Linked DNA regions of Sus scrofa: all the other regions are linked to region 1. The links are chromatin contacts, called in public Hi-C maps. All regions are on one chromosome and are shown on one strand. The core of a region is the stretch at or near the end of the contact, and the rest is flanking DNA. Distances in the headings are between cores, read along the strand shown. Region 1 holds the start of PAIP2B (polyadenylate-binding protein-interacting protein 2B). Region 2 holds the start of NAGK (N-acetyl-D-glucosamine kinase). Region 3 overlaps ZNF638 (zinc finger protein 638).

Evidence for each region. A called contact is a pair of places that touch in the nucleus more often than the background predicts.
Region 2: a Hi-C map of liver shows a contact between it and region 1, with 2.8 times the contacts expected there. The contact joins the promoter of NAGK here to the promoter of PAIP2B in region 1. A contact is called at or near these places in 3 of 47 Hi-C or Micro-C datasets (alveolar macrophages, heart right ventricle and liver).
Region 3: a contact with region 1 is called in a Hi-C map of fetal heart ventricle, with 2.3 times the contacts expected there. The contact joins the enhancer-like site here to the promoter of PAIP2B in region 1. A contact is called at or near these places in 6 of 47 Hi-C or Micro-C datasets (embryonic fibroblasts, epiblast stem cells, fetal heart ventricle and 3 more) and 1 of 2 datasets of contacts at active chromatin or transcription factors (skeletal muscle).

What each region holds. Positions count from the first base shown.
Region 1 is chr3:71,450,477-71,454,394 of Sscrofa11.1, reverse strand. It overlaps PAIP2B (polyadenylate-binding protein-interacting protein 2B), which reads right to left and starts at 1,642. Exons shown (of 4, transcript XM_013996061.2): 1 at 1,442-1,642.
Region 2 is chr3:71,510,755-71,514,672 of Sscrofa11.1, reverse strand. NAGK (N-acetyl-D-glucosamine kinase) reads left to right here and starts at 1,684. Exons shown (of 12, transcript XR_002342578.1): 1 at 1,684-1,779; 2 at 2,868-2,967; 3 at 3,564-3,648; 4 at 3,804-3,902.
Region 3 is chr3:71,405,589-71,409,506 of Sscrofa11.1, reverse strand. All of the region lies in intron 1 of ZNF638 (zinc finger protein 638), which reads left to right. Among named protein-coding and RNA genes, the nearest start is that of ZNF638, 17 kb to the left of the region's middle. Within about 2 kb of position 2,071, at least 4 of the 83 cell types and tissues checked have an H3K27ac peak or open chromatin away from gene starts, as enhancers often do. A contact at or near this core is called in skeletal muscle, where this site is marked.

The sequences.
Region 1 (3,918 bases), core at 393-2,892:
CTGTTAGAATCTACAAGGTTTTGTACACGTGTGTGTTCTTTCTCCCTCACCCCATCCCCACGCACACAGGCTAAAGGACCCATCAGGCTTAACCCAATACTTCAATTTCCTCCATCCCTACCAACAAAATCCTCACTGTCAAACAAATACACTAATATTTTCAAAACTCTAAAGTCTCAATCAAAACTGAGTACAATAAGTTACCTTTTCCTCATAAAATTCTTGGCATATTTTATTTAGGCACAACATAATTGGTACTTCTATCTAGAAACATATGGATAGAACCAACACTATTGAAATCCAAACTGATAACTATGAAGGTGAACACAAATTGTGAAAGGGGAATAAACAATGCTGTTTTTAAACAGAGTCAATGCTATATTATCCACAGGCTGAGTGAGATCAAATCACATTGTGCAATACAGCTAATGTGTATCCTATATGTTATGACAAAGTAGGATGGTCAAGTCCTTACTTACCCTGCAAACTCTAGAAGCGCCGTTAAGCTGTTTCAAGTATAATCCAATTCTATCTACTTAAAAATAACATTTAAAATTTCTTGCTGCCAATAACCCTTCTCGTCTGCATGTTCAAAAATTATTACCAAAACAACTGTAATGGGACAAAGATTCCGGCAAGGATATAATGATCAGATGCCTTTTTAAGAAAGGCAAGAATGGTTTACCATTAACAAAACCGATTAAAAGTTCCCAACCTTGCAAAGTTCCCTGTACAGTGTATTCTTCCTCTCTCGCGTTCACCTTCCAGCTGCCTGTAAGGGGCGAGTGGAAAATGTTAGTTTCCATGAAAGGTGAGAATGAAATTTAGGGGGGTGGGAAGGAGTAAAGGACTTACTGGCTGAAAGGAAGAGAAGTGGCCAAGGTTCCTAACTCAAATTAGGTGTCAAGAAAGAGGACTAGAGTAGCAGAGGAAGCAGAAGGAGTTTAAGAAAAGCAAATAATGCGGGGGGGGGGGTCCGGGGGCGCCTTGAATGGGGGAGGGGCGAACGTGCGCGACTCCTCCCCCTTCCTATCTCTGGGAAGAGGACGCGAGGAGGCAGTACTAGCCAATTTGCTTAGCAGTGTAGCACCGGGGCAGTTAAGAGGACTCGCAAGACAGAGATTTTAGTCCGTTAGAAGGGGATTAAGAGGGTTCAGGGAAGTTGAGGGTGGAAGACTAGTGCGCCTGTTGGGGGAGAAAGGGACTAAAGACCGCCCAGCACCCCCGAGGAACAGGGGCTGATCCCAGCGACCGCCCCTTCTCGCCGATGACTGCGACATGGGACCTGTCTGCTAACCCTCCCCTCAGGAGCTCAGGAAGCCGCGCGCAGCCCCTCACAATCCCGACGGCGGCGGAAAAGGAGGCGCAGGGCACCCCCAGAGTCGACAGAACGGCGCTTCCCTCAGGTTTCCTCCCCGGCAGCCCGGGCGACCGAGCCCACCTGGGCAGACCAGAAGCCTCTCCTCCAGACCGTACTCCGATACTCCTCCGAGAACTTCAGCCGTTGCCGCAGAGGTCGCGGTCGCCAGAACAGTCCGGCCTCTAGTACCAAAGCGTGAGCCACAGGACCCGAGGAGCGCTGCTGCCACTCGCCAGGTTACCTCTTACACCACACTAGCTCCTCACCCCGCCCCCGAACCGAAGCCATTGGTTGCTGGGCACCGCCCCATTCGTCTATTGGACGTAGGAGGATGCCGCTCAGTCGCCTAGAACGGCACGTGTGCTTCTTATTGGTCTAAACGTGAAGCAATTCCCGCCCCCTCCCTCAGAAGTTCCAGCTTCCGATTGGTATTAATGTCTGTCTTTTCGCTCCCTTGGTTCTTTCCCTAGGGATGGAGCGTCGCCTTGCGAGAGACATGAGCTCTGATTGGCTGAAAAGACGCTACGCTAGTCCAGGATCGGCCCTGGGCCAGGGATCCCTCTGGCCCCCACGTGGGGGAGGAGCCCAAGGCGCAGCACCTCTGGGTTTGTTTACACAAGCTCTTGCTCCGGTTTCCTTCCATTGGCTGAGCCAGCAGCTCCTCCCACCGGTTGCGCCACTCAGTCTAGCGAAGAGGGGCCTGTGGGCGGACCTCAGTGGGATTTCCCCAGCTGTCAATTACCAAGGGAGGTGCCTTGAGCAAAACTGACTTAAAACTGAAGCAGCCTCTGTTGTGGAAATTTGGGGAGTAGGGCTCCTTGGAAAGGCTGGAGGGAAGCAGAAGGACTCCCACATTTCTAGAGACAAATCCTGCTTCTTGAGTGTTTTAAAAAATAAAACCTTACTTTCCCTTTGGACTTAAGTTGTCCAATCGTTGCTTCTAAGGACTTTGAATTTTATTCTTCTGGAAATGGGAATTTCTCCTTTTTCTTTTTTTGTAACTTGAGCCACAGCAGTGACAATGAGTTCTCCCTCCTCGAAGCGTATCTCTTTTATTTTTACTGTGGTAAGATACACATAACATAAATTTTTACTGTTTTAGATATTTTAACTACACGTTTCAGGGGCATTAAGTATATTCACATTATTGTGCAACCGTCCCCACTCTCTACCTCCAGAATGATTTCATCATCCCAAACTGAAATTCTGCACCCATTAAACAATAACGTCCCATCTCCTCTTCCCTCATCCCCTGGAAATCACCATTCTATGTTTTGAGTCTATGAGTTTGACTCTTGTAGATACTTTATATAAGTGGAGTTATGCAATATTTGTCCTTTTGTGTATGACATTTCACTAAATATAATATCTTCAAGGTTCACCCATGTTAGAGCACTATAGCATGTATCAGAATTTCATTGCTTTTTAAAGCTGAATATTTAATTGTGTACCACCTTTTATTTATCCATTAACCTGCCAATAGAGTTTGAGTATTGTGAGTAATGCTATTATGGTTGTATATGTTTATATCCTTTCATTCCTTCAGTTCTTTTAGGTATATACTCAGAAGAAGAATTGTTGGGTCATATGGTAATTCTATGTTTAATTTTTGGAGGAACCACTGTTTTCTACAGAGGCTACAACATTTTACATTCTCACTGTTAGTGAACAAGTTTCCCAATTTCTCCACATCCTGCCAACCCTTGCTATTTCCTGATTTTTTTTTTTTGAATAGTAGCTATTCTAATGAATGTGAAGTGGTATCTCATTATAGTTTGGGTTTACATTTTTCCAATTACTAGTGATGTTGAGCACATTTTCATGTGCTTTTTGGACATTTGTATATCTTCTCTGGAGAAATATCTATACAAATCCTTTGCACATTTTAAAATCAGGTTGGTTTTGTTGTTGTTTGCTTTTGAATTGCATGAGTTCTGTGTATATCTGAATAGTAATCCTTTATCAGATATATGATTTGCAAATACCTTCTTCCCTTCTGTGGGTTGCCTTTCTCTGTTGATAGTGTCCTTTGATGATCAAAGAGTAATTCTGATCGTGCAAAGATACTATGTGAACCTGAAGATCTGTTTTCCAAAGCTATATCATGTAAGCCCCTCTCGCACGGTGCACCTGAAGGATACCTTAGGAAAAGAAACCATGGAGGGTAAAGGGGAGGCTATCATGCAGACAGGCTTTTTTTTTTCTCTGAAAAAACTAAGCATTTCTTGCATGTTCGCTTTAGATTACTTAATCAGACAAAACTTCAAACCAGAGAGGATATTTATTTTGTTCTCTCTCTTCACAATCCAGAGACATTCCTGGGAGAAAACTAGATCAGCTAAAGTAATTACTGTACACACCAGCTGGATCTTGTACCAGCTGAAGCCACCCAAGAGGCCATCCTGGATATCTTTTGGGGTCCCAAGAATACATGGCTCAGGGAGTTCCCATCATGGCTCAGCAGAAATGAATCCAACTAGTATCTGTGAGGATGCAGGTTCGATACCAGGTCTCACTCAATGGCTTAAGGACCGGCGTTGCCATGAGCTGTGGTGAAG
Region 2 (3,918 bases), core at 435-2,934, 60 kb before region 1:
TTAAGGATCCAGTGTTGTCACTGCAGTGGCCCAGGATCCCTGGCCTGGGAAATTCCATGCCTTGGGCGTAGAAAAAAGAAAAGAAAAGCACATATACACCAAATGTTCACACCAAAGCATAACCAGACCCAGCTGGCTATCAGAAAAGATGATTTCTCTCTAGCACAGGGTTTCCCTATAAAAAGATGGCAGGCACATCAGGGAGATGGAGATGGGGAGTGGGGAAAGGCCACCTTAAGAATGGCCCTGTGAAGGGCCCCCTCACTAGGCTGATGTTCCTGAAGAGAGGCCAGAGGCAGTGATTGCCCTCCTAGCTCAAGCTGCTGCCCTTCACAGGCCCACAACGATCGGAGTTGCTTTCAGAGGCCTGCAGGAGCCCCACCTTGACTCCCAGGCAGGGCTACTATTTTTCCCCTTCACACTCCCTTTCCCAGTCGGGCCTCTGTGTAAGAGAAAGAGAGTGCAGTGGCGCCTGGAGGGCAACAAAAGCTTGTAAAACCTGTGGACTAAAAATGAGTCGCTCTAAAAAAGAAATGGAAACTTTTATTTGAGCTAAATTTGAGGATTATAACCCGAGAAGAGCATCTCAGAAAGCTCTGTTCACTAGAGGTCAAGGGATAGCTATATATAAGCTTTTTGAGGCTGAACATTAAATAATGTATCATTAAGTTTACATAATCCAGATCTAAGTGCTATGTGACCCTCTAATCAAGAAAGAATGTTATCTTTTAGGAGCTGTCTCACAGATGCTAGGAGACTGTTGCTCTTTATGGTTCAGGAAGTATTTCTTCTGATGGGAAGGTTTGGCCGTTGCGTAATGCATGATTGCGTAATGCCAAAGGGCAGACAAAAAAATTTTTTTTCAGACAAAAATTTTTATGTTTAAATTTTTGTCTTACCAAAAAATGTGAATTTTTATTTCACACACTGAATCTGCTACTTGGTTCAGCAGTCTACAGCCTGCAAATATCCTCCACAGAGAACGGAATTTTCTTTGTAACGTAGTAAAAGCTGAACGCTCCCTACTCTGGGCTTACAAGCACAGCCTCCTCAAGTGGTCTCCTTTCCCATCCCACTTCTAGTTACTCCTGGTTACGCATATTCACAAGAGAGCACCATGAAGTCTGCATAGATGCTCGGGTATGCACGTGTGACTTTGTCATCGCTGCGCAGGTGTTGGATTGAAAAGTGCAATAATTTTTTTTAACAGTCCCAGGGGTCTCCTGGCTTGCGTAAGCGTCTTCCTGACCCCACACCCGGGTGGAGGTCTTGTTTTGGTCCTGCGTCAAGGTCTCATCCACAGTCTACGTGGCTCACAAGCACTGCGCACGCGCGAGGAGGGGTGGCCAGCAACTTCCGGGCAGCCAGGGGTGGGCGGGGCAGTGACATACCTAGCGGGTCGGACCCCAATACCATTTTCTGGCTCTTCGGCTTGGGATCCCACGTCCAACTCCAGAAGCAGGGCCCAGGAGGTGGGAAGGTGGTCCGGAGGAGCCGCTGAGGACCGCCCTCAGCCAGCCTGAGTCACTTTCCCGAGCCACAACCCTTGAGCAGGGGGTGGGGTGGCGGCAGGGGGTGGGGCGTGGCGGCAGGGGGTGGGCCACGACGCCACGCCCCGCGCTTGCGCACTGGGGTCAGCTGGACAGCGCAGGCGTTCACGTGACTCGGGGCGGTGCCGAGCGGCAGTAGGGAGGGGAGCGCCAGCGGGAGGGAAGCAAACGGCGGGACCAGCGGCGGCGGTAGCAGCAGTATGGCCGCGCTCTACGGGGGTGTGGAGGGGTGAGTGCGGTCCGGAGGAGGGAGGCCGGAACGGCTGGCCTGGAGGCGGTCTGGGCTACTCCCTGTCCCGAGGGCGGGCGGAAGGAAGACTGTAGCCAGTCCGGCAGGCTGGTGGTTTCCCACCTCAGTCAGGGTCCGGCCACTTTAGGCTCTTGGGCTGCGGGGCCTTGTGAAGGAGGAGTGTGTGCGCGCGCCGCGGTGCCCTTGCGCGTGCGGTCGTGTGTTTTGCAGACACTGTGTGTGTGTGTGCCATGGCCACACCCGGAGGGGTGTCCTTTGTGTTTTGCGGCAGAACCACGCCCCTTTCTCCCACTAAAGACCCAGTTTACCCAGCCACTCTAGGGAAGCTCCCCCTTTCCGTTCCAGCTTCCGGGAGAGAGTTTTGCAGAACAGGTGTCAGGTGTGAAGTTGCTGGGGTGGGGAGTGTCAGTGTGGTGGAATTCGGGACAAAGATCTTTGCTGGAGGGTATCTGGGATCTGAAGCTGGGGCAGTTCGGAGTGGTAGCCAGTTCTGACGCCCTCCATTCTTGTCGGCCCTCCAGGCTCCTCACACTACATCTTACTTTCTGTTATTGCTTATTTTCTGTTCGGAAGCTTGGCTACTGGACTTTTTATAATAGCTCTTCCCTTCGATATGACTATGGGCAAGACTTTTGCCATGTCTGGGCTTCAGTTACACACGTGTGGAGTGAGAAGAGGGGGGAACGGAATGATCGCCAGGTTCCCCCCAGTGACAACATTCTCTGAATCTGGGTGTGTCAGATCTGGGTGACTGTTGTCGCAGCCAGGGCACGCACTTTTGAATCTGAGATTGGATTAGTTCTATGAAAGTCTTTTTTCACTACTGATCGATGAACCCCAACGTCTTTTTTTCACCTACATTGTTATGATTGATTTCCCCTGCCCTGTTATCTACTATAAAAAAAAAAAAAAACTTAAGTACAGAAATTTGCATTTGCATTCACCCCAGTTACATTCATGGGTAAGATATGACCCATTTTTCTGGTTTGTCAAGAGATTCTTTGGGACAGTTAACCTCATGTATTACCTATCTTGTGAAACTTGTCATCTTTGAGTTTGATCAGCAGGTCTTCAGTGACCTCTTTCTGATATTCCTGAAAATGCTGATCAGTGAAGAAGCACTCATCACAACACCACAGACCTCGCTCCAAGCTACCATTTCCCCAGGTGATAAGCATTTGACTGTTTAGTAGCTTAAGCAGGTATTAACACTCTCCCTGCCAGCTGGTCAGCATTTCTCACAAGGATGTCTTGACCTCCGCAACTGGAACTGCTCAAGGCAGCTTCTAGCTATTGTGAGAGAAGTGGAGAGGCTTGCCATTCTTTTTAGTCACATTTACTGAGTGTTGCCTGTACCAGGCATGAGGGTAAATGAGTGATCCAGAGCTTGACCCGATGAAGTCCATAGTCTAGGGAGAGGCAGATAGAAAAACAGCTTAACACACTTTTAATATGGAGGAGTCCGTGGGGGCACTGACGGAGCTGAACTAATGGAGCTCTGGTGGTGGCTTTCAAGGACTAGGTGGTGGATAGGGTCTTGCAGGGTAAGTGAGACACCCCTAAGGGAAGCTGAATGGAAACTACATTTTGGAAGGCCAAGAGCACAGCAAACACCCGACCACAGAGGAAGGTTTGGGATGGTGATCTGGTTTGCTGAAGCTGTCTCCGTCACCCTGGGCTCTGCCTATGACAAGGACTACACAAGCTGAGCTGTATCTGCAGGTTTTTCCAAGCAAGACTGAGTGCCCCCTTGTGTTCTGTAGGGGAGGCACACGGTCCAAGGTCCTTTTACTCTCAGAGGATGGGCAGATCCTGGCAGAAGCGGATGGACTCAGCACAAACCACTGGGTAAAGGCCACACTGAGGGGACCAGTGGGCTTGATTGTGGTTCTGTTCTCTGTAACTCCTGTTAAGGTGGTGGCTGGGGGTTCACTTAGCAGCCTTTAGGGGCAGCGCAGGTCCTGCAAACCTTTGTAACTCCTCCTTCCCTTGATTGGGGCCAGCTGATCGGGACGGACAAGTGTGTGGAGAGGATCAACGAGATGGTGAACAGGGCCAAACGGAAAGCAGGGGTGGATCCTCTGGTACCTCTACGAAGCTTGGTGAGTCTGGGTAGAG
Region 3 (3,918 bases), core at 822-3,321, 45 kb after region 1:
AAACTGAGCAAGCAAGGTTACAGAAGCGGAACTGATAAGCAATGCTGGGTACCTGATTAGCAGGGCTGCTGGCTTGGACAGAGGGCACACAGTTGTTACATTATTACAAGAAGGGTGGCATAGTGATGAGCACAGCTGGAAAGGCTTGTAGCTGCCTTCTTAGCCAAGGCGGGGTTGTTCTTGTTAAAACTCCATTTCACTTGGACCAAAAAGCTTGAGAAGCCTATGTTTCCTATTTTTCTGAGTCTAGCAATTTGTCCTTTTACTAGTTGTCTATACCTGTGTCGTCAGGTATGGTAGCCACTAGCCACATGTAGCTATTTAAATATAAGCTAATTAAAATAAAATTTAAAAATTCTGTTTCTCAGTCATGCCACCAACATTTCAGTGGTTCAGTAACCACATGTGGGTTGTGGTTACTGGGTAGGGCAGCACAGATGGAGAACATTTCCATCATTGCAAAAAGTTCTGTTGAACTGTGGTGAACAAAGCCATTAACATTTAGAAGCTGCTCTTGTCTCTTGCTTTTATCCTTTTCTACCCCCATGCTCTTTGCTCACATCATCATAGCTAAGCACATATATATCTTATTGGTTCATAAAACATTTCATCATCACCAAGGCAGAGGGGGCAGGACAGGCTTTACTAGTGCACACACCCCTGCATGCTCAGATTGCTTATGAAGTGGAGGTGGCGTTGCCCTGCACGCAATGCAGACCTGTGCAAAGCACTATGCAGTGAAGCACCTTTACAAAATCTGCCATGTGAATGGCTCCCACTGGAGGTGTGTGGTGCAGTGCAGTGCAGTGGTCCTGAGTGCCTCAAAGAACCAGGATTTGAATCCAAGTTTGTGTAATTCTAAGGGTCTGCTTTTTAAAAATTTGGAGTTAGGGGAGTTCCCATCATGGCACCGTAGTTAACGAATCTGACTAGGAACCATGAGGTTTCGAGTTCGGTCGCTGGCCTTGCTCAGTGGGTTAACGATCCAGCGTTGCCGTGAGCTGTGGTGTAGGTTGCAGACTCGGCTCGGATCCCGCATTGCTGTGGCTCTGGCGTAGGCCGGCAGCTACAGCTCCGATTAGACCCCCAGCCTGGGAACCTCCAGGTGCTGTGGGAGCAGCTCAAGAAAAGGCAAAAAGACAAAAAACAAAACAAAACAAAACTTGGAGTTAGCCTCTGTGGAGCATCACCCCAGAACTTCATATGCCACGGGACAGCCAAAAAATGAAAAGAAAAGCAAACAAACAAAACCTAGGTTAAGATTACCAATCAATCCTCTTGTCCTAGATATATATGCTGTTGGAGGAAAAATTTTCAAAAACAGGTAAAATCATGATTTTCATACAGATATAAAACAAACAAATGTTAAACATTTTATGTGACTCATTAATTAAATAAGGCAACTAGTAAGATGTTATAACTTAATTCAAAGGGAGAGTCAGAAGAATAGATCCATCTACAGATACATATTATGATAAAGGTACAGAAGATGGCAGAACTGGCTTCTTCTCCAGTAGAGGGAAGTCAATTGAACCTCCCCCAGATGGAATTTACATGCCTGGAGGCAAGGGATGTTTTGCATCACTATCAGTTTTCCGTAGAAACTAAGATACTAAAATAACTCCTGGGCGAAGGCTGGAATTAGATCATCTGGGAGGGTGTGATTTAAATGCAGCATAGCTTTCCTCTGAAACAAAGAATGCAGCTTACAAAACTCATCCAGCAAAGTTTTGATTTTAATTTGCCTGCCCAGGTAAAACGATTTATACGAAAATTCTGGATGACAGAGAAGTTACATCTACCATCGAAATGAGTAAATTCGTATTCTGGGTTTGTTTTGTTTGCTAGATTACTTGCTTGTTTTAAGCAAGTTGCTTAGGTTTGTAAGACAAATTAGTGATGAACTAAAGGTATTCTTTAGAAGACTTTTCACTTTGGTCCCAATTGGTTTCCCTACTGATCAATGAGAGTGACTGGCATTTTTTTTTTTTTTCTTCTGTGTTCAACACTGTCTGGAGCTTGGAGGGCAGCAAACTTAGTAAGCCTCAGTCCTGTATTTTCACTGGTGAGACAGCCTTTGTACATAGTGAACCATTAGACAGTGAGATAGGTACTGCACAGAGGTGGGAATAGTGTATTGTAAAATCACAAAGGAGGAAGCGATGAAATCTGGCTAGGGAGTTAACAACTTGTCAGTGCCTTGAAGGACAACTAGAATTGAACCAGAATGCTCTTCCCATTTATGAGAAATAAATATGAGAACCTGCGATTATACTTCCAAGTAAAAAGCTAATCTTCTAGGTGATCCCCAACCTAGTCTCCTGGTATTCTCAGCCTGTGAGCTTCTCTCAGCACTGTATTGGGATTGGTCTATACCTTCATAGATGGTGATGGAAGTGGCAGTGCATGGATTCCAAAACTTGTTCATAAGACATTGCTGCTTCCATTGTGGTCTTGTGGCTTGCTTGCTGAGTGCAAACAACTGTTAGATTGTGGGACAATTAAGCAGTACTATGAATAGGCTCATGTGGGAAGAAACCAAGTTTACTCTGGGCCAGCGGCCACCCAGCCAAAGAGTATTTCCTTTCTTCCCTGACATCTAGCTTTATCTCTCTGTGACTAAGTTCTTGGGAGTAGAAGAGATAGATGCAACTTCTGGTACCTGCCTTTAAAACATAGTTTCTTGGAGTTCCTGCTGTGGTGCTATGGATTAAGAATCCAACTATAGTGACTTGGGTTGCTGCTGCAGAGGCATGGGTTCGATCCCCATTTCTGGCACAGTGGGTTAAGGATCTAGTGTTGCTATGGCTTGGGTCTCATCGGTGGCTTGAATTCTGTCTCTGGCCCAGGAACTTCCATATTTCTCGGGTGTGGCCATAGAAAAAAAACACAAAAATATAGTCTCTCAATCTTTTGTTCATTATCATTTCCGTAAGGAGGCTCTTTAGGAGTTCCCGTCATGGCTCAGGGGAAGCAAATCTGACTAGTATCCATGAGGATGCAGGTTCCATCCCTGGCCCTGCTTAGTGGGTTAAGGATCCAGCATTGCCACGAGCTGTGGTGTAGGTCAAAGATGTGGCTCAGATCTGACATTGCTATGGCTCTGGTGCAGGCCGGCTGCTATAGCTCCGGCTTGACCCCTAGCCTGGGAACCTCCAAAAACCACGAGTGCAGCCCTGGAAAAAAAAAAAAAAAGACATAAGGAGGCTTCTTTCCTAATTGCCCCCGTGAAAATTTAATACTACAGATGTATTATTGTATACCTGTTTATGCGTTGTGTTTAAATATCTGTCCTTTATCTGTAAAAAGACTACATTTTTTTTCCCCTTCCACCTCACGTGAACCAGCTTTTGCCTCTTGGGGGTAATATGTCCTTGCTGAGAATGCATGCTTTCACTGGCTGGGTTTGCTGTCTCCCTCTCTTTCTTCCGCCATGTGGGCAGAATTGTGCAGTGAGCTAACTTCAACTAGGCAGACAAAAAGAGAATGTAAACAGCAAGGTAGAAGGAACCCGGAGGCTTAGGCACCATTGATACCAGAAAGATGATACCGGAAACCGGGTTCTGTTCACGGCAGTCGAAGAATGAACGCCCAAAACACACAGACAGCAAGCAAGCAAAGTCTTTATTAAAGGAAAGCAAATAGCTCCCAGGGCTGCTGGAAGGAGGAAGAAGAGCCCCCCTTCTCTATTGCCCTAGACGGGTTTTTATTCCTTAAAGATGGGGAGGGTACCAACTGTGGGGTCCCGAAAGATGTGGTTTTCTCCCACTGGCCTTGTTCTATTACCTGTATCAGTCCTTGTCCAGTAGGGTCTTAGGGGTGGAAATGTCCCATAAATCCCATAGTTTCTGTGTCTTTTTCTTCCCGTAAATGGAGTCACAGGGGATTAGGGATTAATGTCCATCTGGGCGTAGGTAC